Regions from separate parts of the Anser cygnoides genome. Here region 1 is linked to region 2. Evidence: chromatin contacts called from public Hi-C data. All regions are on one chromosome and are shown on one strand. Each heading gives the region's core, a stretch centred on a gene start, on an enhancer-like site or on the middle of the called end of the contact. The rest is flanking DNA. Distances are from core to core; before and after follow the strand shown.

Region 1 (3,351 bases), core at 157-2,656, 34 kb after region 2:
TAAAAGGTAAATCTGCTTTAGAACAAATTTCATATGGTGTTTAAAGTAAAAGTTTGAGATTGTGTATCTTGTTTTACCATTATATATTAGAGGGTAAAATACTCTGTTTGGCCTTAATGTTATTTGGGGTGAGTGGGGAAAAAGGAGGGGGTATTTTTGTAGAGCAGACTATCAGGAATTACTTGAAAATAAAAATTGCAATCTTGCTTTTAAAATTAATTCTAATACACTTTCTATACCTGGATCACATGGAATATGTAAAGTTTGCAGAATTAAAAAGAAGTCTGGTCTGGCAAGAGGTGGAAGCTTGCTCTTCTTCTTCCTCCCCCTTCTGAACTGCAGACAGCTTTATTGTCTGGGTTACTTGTAGCTTTGCCAAAGCACCACAGTTGGGAAAATAGATGCAGGTGTTTTTAAAAAGTCATGTTTAGAGCCTTGTGAATAGGAAATAAGGGTGTCAACATCTTATTGTCTACTGTTGCTGTCTCTGGAGGAACAATGGGGATTTGTAGGATAGGAGGTGTCAGGGCCCTGAATACCCCAGCTGGTGCTCAAAATCAGCTCTTGAGTCAGGCTGTCATGGAGAGAGCCGTGAGAAGTCTTGTTGGGGTTCCCCCCCTCACTCAGGAGCTGTTTTCAGGCTCAGGCCCTTGGCTTTGGTCACTGCCTCATCCAGGCTGCAGCCATATCTTGGGTGGTGTGCCTTGCCTTTCGGGGTCCTGATGTGTTGACCACCTGGCTTGACCTGCCTCTTCACTGCGGACATGTTCCACAACCACTGGACTGTTGGCTGGCCCTGATCACTGTCACTAGATCGGCTCTCCTTTTCTGGTTTGAATACAGTGAGACTCTGCCCTTTGTCACAATTATAGACTGGTGGCAGTTGTCCAAGACCAATGTGTAGAAATCGGGTCCGCGGAAGATGACTCTGGACCCATTGCTGGAAAACACCAAGCATCAGAAGAGCCCAGTCCACGGCAAAGGCAAGTGGCATGCAGCCATTACTGTGTGTTATCTGCTTGTGCTGACAGCGCTGGCTCAGGAAGAATGTTTGGCTACTGGGGTAGTGAGCCCTTGGTCATTCCACCCACACCAGGCTTTCCAGGGGGCCCAAGTCATGCTGCTGCATCGATCGTCCTAGAGTACAGAGCACATAATGGTCGGCTCAGCCGCTTGGCTTTAGTGACTGCAGTGAACTGAAAGCTTACCTTGCAAGCTTAAAGAGAATCGGTTTCAATTTGAGCAGCTGTTATGGCTACGAAATAGCTGTTGTGGTTTGTGGTCCTCAGTAGAGGCTTTGTGTGTGTGCAGTTGGCTGTGAAACAAGCGAAGATGGAGAAGGTAAAGCAACTGGTTGTGGGGTATCTGCATGGAGAGTTCCTGTAGGATCCTTGTGTGGAGGTCACTAGCTATGAAGGTGACGTAAGGACAGCAGAGAATTATTAAGTATTGCAAACGTAAGATTTTTACAGCAAAGAGGGAAGCAGAGCAGGATGGTTTTTCAAGATGCTTCTCTCTCCTTATGGAGCCCTTCTGGCAGCGAAACCCCTAGGGTGACTGGAGTGCACTCAGGGCCCTGATCCAAGTAACTGAGATGAGGCCTGGGGGAAGGAATCAGGACCTTCTGATTTCCATCTCAGTGCTTCAAGCAAAGAAAGGCGCTGTAAAAGCAGCATAGATTACAACAAACTGTTAACATTTGTCACTAGGCTTCAGTTACCAGTTTGTGTTTACTGTGGTGAGTTGTCTTGCAGGAAGCTGTAGCTGTAGGACAGAGTGCAGTTAGAAAATGATCTTGATTCTTTGTGTAGGCAGATTATAAATGTCTATTCCTTTGGGGGGGTACGCTTTTCATTAGAAGTGCAGTTGACTGCTGTTAGCCTGAAAAACAGTGTTTTCATGTAGTCAAGACACAGATATTCAGAAATTTGAACAAAATATTGGTAGAACTCTGCTCTGGTCTGCATTGCCAGAATTAACAGAGTATAGAAGTTAGTTTAGCGGCCTAGTTGCTTAGTGGAATTGGTAATATTGTCTGTTCACGCTTTTCCAAAACGATTTTCAAGATACTTTGCAAGACGTGGTGAAAGTTGTGTGGGAGGGAGGATGAGAACGCCCTGATCCTGTGTCAGCTCCCACCAGTGCTTCCTGTAGGCTGTGACCTGTTTCAAATACCTCATTGTCTGTTGTCCTCTGCCTTCCAGAGCAGTAAAATTTTTTGATACTCAACTTTGTAATTATTTAACTTAATTTGGATTTTGTGAAAGTTTGTGGGGTTGGTTGTTTGAAGATGTAGGTAATGTTAACTCTGCCTGTTCTTTTCATGTGCTCCCTGTAATCCTGAGCAAGGGACCATGGAAGGTAGTTCATATTCCATCTCCACATAGTGCTCTTCTACAGGGTATGACTAAAAATGGCAGCGGTAACATTCTTGTGATGTATTTATCTGAGGATATGGATAGAAATTTACATTCTTAGAAAAGCTTGGTAAAAGCTGATGGTTCTGTTGGGTTGGGTACCAACACAGCATCAAGCACCTCGTGATGCTGGTTTCTCTGAGCTTGGGCCGCCTTAGATAACCTTTCAGCTCCAGATCAAATCATCATAAACTAATGCCAGGTTCTTAAAGAAACCAAGTGCTCTCCAGCTATTGTAAGCTGCATTTCCACTTTGTATTTTCATAGTTGATTATGAAAGGTCAAGTCCCTTTGACAATGAGTAAACAGAGGGAGCAGCTTTTAAGTGAGCTACATGATGCATTTAAACCTGAAGTACGTGATTTTCCTTAAAGGAGAAAAGTTCACTCAGTGCTTTCATTTTATAAAGAACCCAAAGAACCCAGCATGTTTCTTTTTCTTGAAAAATAATTGACTTGTAGATATTTCTGTTTAATAGTACTTGCTGAAAATCACAAAGGCTTTTACTTCACAGGATTTTTTTCTGAGCTAAAAAAAATCAATTTTGTAATTAATTAAATGGAAGTGAAGGCCAAAGCTCACGCTTCAGCAGTAATGCAGACCAAATTCAGCATGCAGAGCAGCAGCCATTAATCTGACGATGCACAAAAGGAGGCTGAGAACTGGGTTTGCTGGCCCAAGGAAGGAAAGGCTGAGAAGAGATGTTTTCTTCGGCTGACGGGAGGGTATGGAGAACAGAGCCAGACGCTTCTCAGAGATGCACGGTGCCTGAAGAGAGATGACTGATACAAGCTGCAATGCAAGAAATTGCAACTGAATGCAAGGAGAAAAAAAAAATTCACTGTGAAAGTGTTTAAACATGGGAACAAGATTCCAAAAGGGGCTGTGAAATCTCTGCTTGGAGACGCTGAAAACTTGAGTGGGCAACATGAGC
Region 2 (3,120 bases), core at 98-2,597:
CTGTACAAACCCTTTCATACACTCATCAAACTGCAGACTACAGATGGAAGTAGATTTCTTTTTCTTACTATCTATGTCCAAAATCCATGTTGTTTTGTTGGTCAGAAGTCCTACTTAGTAGTAGTAATTTCTTTGTGACTGGTTCGTAACAGAAGCACAACAGTGATAACAGCACCTCAATTCTAAATCCTCAGACCAGAGAAGATTAGGGAAAGGATAAGAGGCAGACATAATTTGTTTTCTAGCACTTAAGAAGCAGGGAAGGAAGGGGCCTGAAGCAAGAGGAAGCAACTCTCCCTACTCAGTAGTATTCCTTGTAGTGCCTCAAAAATGGGAAATTTCTTTGTTCTTTTACCACAGCAAAGTGTTCAAATATAGTGGATATAAACTGATGTTAGATACCATCACATCAGATATGAGTACTTATTAGAAATCCCAGTTCCTAAAAACGAGAGCACGGCTGCTAGCTAGTGCTGCCTTTGATACTCGCAGGCTGAGTAAGGAAGGAGATCAATTTCTCTTTCATGCTGGTGTTTGTTAGGCTGTAATTTTTCTATCCTTTATCAGCACAACACAATTAGTATTTAATAAGCGTGCCCAATCTAAATTTTAAATGTTTTATATCTTGGCATTATTATTAGGATTAATATGTCATTTTTCCTCAGCTAATGGTAGTTTGGAGCTTAGTCAGGCCACGTGACAAACACAATTTGTAACTTTTCCAGTAGAAGCATATACACCTTTCTTCTTTTGTCGAAGAATATTGTTGACTTTTGCATTCTGACTTTGAAAGATGCCATCTACAAAAACCAGGCTGGAACTACGCAAAGTTCGCTTCTTCCTTATCCACGTACTGCAGGCAGGCAGTGAAGTCCCCCAGTTAATGACGACCACAACACTTGTATGAGGGGCACGCGGCCAAAGGTTTTTATTTAGTTTTGTTTTTATTTTTTTATTTTTTTCTTCCCCACACACTGGCTGCTCCCGCACCCCGCCCGACCCCGGAGCCGCTGCCCCTCAGCGAAGGACTGGCTTCGGAGGGCGACACCCACGTAGCAGCGGGGCTGAGGCGGCACAGCCCAGCCTTCGGTGCCCACCCCGAGGCGGGGCTGGGGGCGCGGGGCCCTCCCCACAGCCGGGGCGGAGCCGGGAGAGCCCCGAGCCCCTCGCCGCGCGCCCGGGCCCTGTCAGCGGCCGCCGCCGAAGCGTGACAGGAGGGGAGGGGGGAAGAGAAGGGAGGCGGTAAGCCCCGCCTCCGAGGTGACGCCACTGGAGGCGCCGCTCACGTGACGCAGACAGCCAATGGGCGGGCAGCGGCCCCGCTCTCCGCGGGCGGGGGGCGGCGGAGGAGGGAGGAAGGGGGCGGGGGGAGGGGCTGAGGCCGCCGCCGCTGGAGCCGGAGCCGGGGCCGGAGCCTGGGGGGGGGCAGCGGCGGCGGCGGAGGAGGAGGAGGAGGAGGAGGAAGAAGAGGAGGAGGAACGGGGCCGAGCGGGGGCTTTGCGCCTGGCCGGCCGCGGGGCGGCCATGCCGAATAAAAACAAGAAGGAGAAAGTGAGTGGGAGGCAGGGGGCAGGCCCTGCGGGGGGGGGGGGGAGGAGGGGGAGGAGGAGGAGGAGGAGGAGGAAGGCGGGGAGCCCTGTGCCGCCATGGGGAGGGGGGGAGCTGGGAGGGGGGCGCCCCCGCCTCGCCCCCCGCCTCGCCCCCCGCCTCGCCCCGCCGCTCCCCTGCCTCCGGCCGGGCGCTGAGGAGGGGGCGGCCCCCCGCGGGGCCTAGCCTGGGGGGTGGGGGGGGTTAGAGGAGGGTTGGGGGGGGTCCCCGAGCAGCCTCGGCCCGGGGGGAGCCGGCCCGGAGGGGCTGGGGGAGGGCGGCGGGGGAGGGAGGGGTGTGCGGGGAGGGAGGGGATGGGGAGGGGAAGGGGGGGAGAGGAGGGAGGGGGAGGGCGGGGGGTGCGCCCGGGGGTCGCCCTCAGAGCTCTGTGAGCACCGGGGGGTACTCGGAGCTGCCCCTCTCCTCCTACCCATCTCCTCTCCCTGTCCCTCTCCTCCTCCTGCTGCCAGGCAGGTCTGGGTGTCAGCCGCCCAAGGGGGCTCACGCACAAGTTGGAGGAAAAGTTCCAAATCCAACCCGCTCAGCTTCACGTGTTGCGCTTTATTTGTGTGGCAGGTAATTAGCTATTAGGGAATGAGGGGAACTGGGAACAGCGAAGTAGACTGGCACATCCAGCCGCTGTCCTGCTGGACCTTCTCTGTTTGGTTGGCTTCTGCCCGCCTTCCAGTTTTTCAACATTGCTTTGAAATTAGATGGGTGTTGTGATTTGTGTTCTTTTGGTTTCATTTTTAATGTTTTTCATGATATCCTAGCCACCTGTGACCCAAAATGTTCAAACTTCTCATCGCTTTTCTTAGAATTAGCGAATCTCACAAATAGGCGGTGGGTGAAAGATCCAAGTACAGTGCTGCGAGGGAGATACCAGAGTTGTGGGCCTGCTCCTAAAACTGGACTTTCTAGTGCGTAGAACACCAGGAGCAGGCGAGATAATGACATGTGCAGTGCGTCCTGCGATGATGCTTGTTTCAAAGCTAAACTAAGTGTAAATGCTCCTGAGGCCAAAAGCCAGGCAGCAAGGCCAAATTTTTAGACATGGTTCAAGTCGCTTGCATTCTTACCTGTATGAAAGCTTAGCTCTATATACTGTATGGGTGAGTTTTGAGGCATTAGTACAATTCCAAAGCTGTCCTGAAGATGGAAAATGTTTAAAGCAACTTTCTAGAGACTGATAGTTCAGTATTAAGGTCTTCCAGTAAAACGGTATCATTTTTCTCCTATCAATTTTAATATTCTCAGCAGGCATCTAAAATACTAATTTCTTGACTTGAAAATCTCCCTAAATCTCCTTTTCCAAGTAACTTACACTGTGAACTTTTTTTTTCAGGAACCTGCAAAATCAGGCAAAAGTGGAAAAAGTGGCAAAGATGGACAAGAAAACCAAGAACATGAGGTAAAAACTACTAGAATGTGTAGTCTTTCCAGGCAAATTTGTGATGACTTTTGAAAAGTCCTTCTGGATTGTTATAATTTTGAAGTGACAGGTGAGGAACCTGGAACAGGTGGTGTTTCTGG

Evidence for each region. Hi-C and Micro-C count contacts between places; a contact is called where the count stands out from the background.
Region 1: a Hi-C map of liver shows a contact between it and region 2, with 1.7 times the contacts expected there. The contact joins the enhancer-like site here to the promoter of PPP2R5C in region 2. A contact is called at or near these places in 2 of 7 Hi-C or Micro-C datasets (both in liver).

The regions. Positions count from the first base shown.
Region 1 is chr5:55,210,630-55,213,980 of Taihu_goose_T2T_genome, forward strand. The region is part of intron 3 of PPP2R5C (protein phosphatase 2 regulatory subunit B'gamma); the gene reads left to right. Among named protein-coding and RNA genes, the nearest start is that of PPP2R5C, 34 kb to the left of the region's middle. Within about 2 kb of position 1,407, at least 2 of the 3 cell types and tissues checked have open chromatin away from gene starts, as enhancers often do. A contact at or near this core is called in liver, where this site is marked.
Region 2 is chr5:55,176,525-55,179,644 of Taihu_goose_T2T_genome, forward strand. It overlaps PPP2R5C (protein phosphatase 2 regulatory subunit B'gamma), which reads left to right and starts at 1,348. Exons shown (of 15, transcript XM_066998347.1): 1 at 1,348-1,551; 2 at 2,933-2,998. The coding sequence starts at 1,525.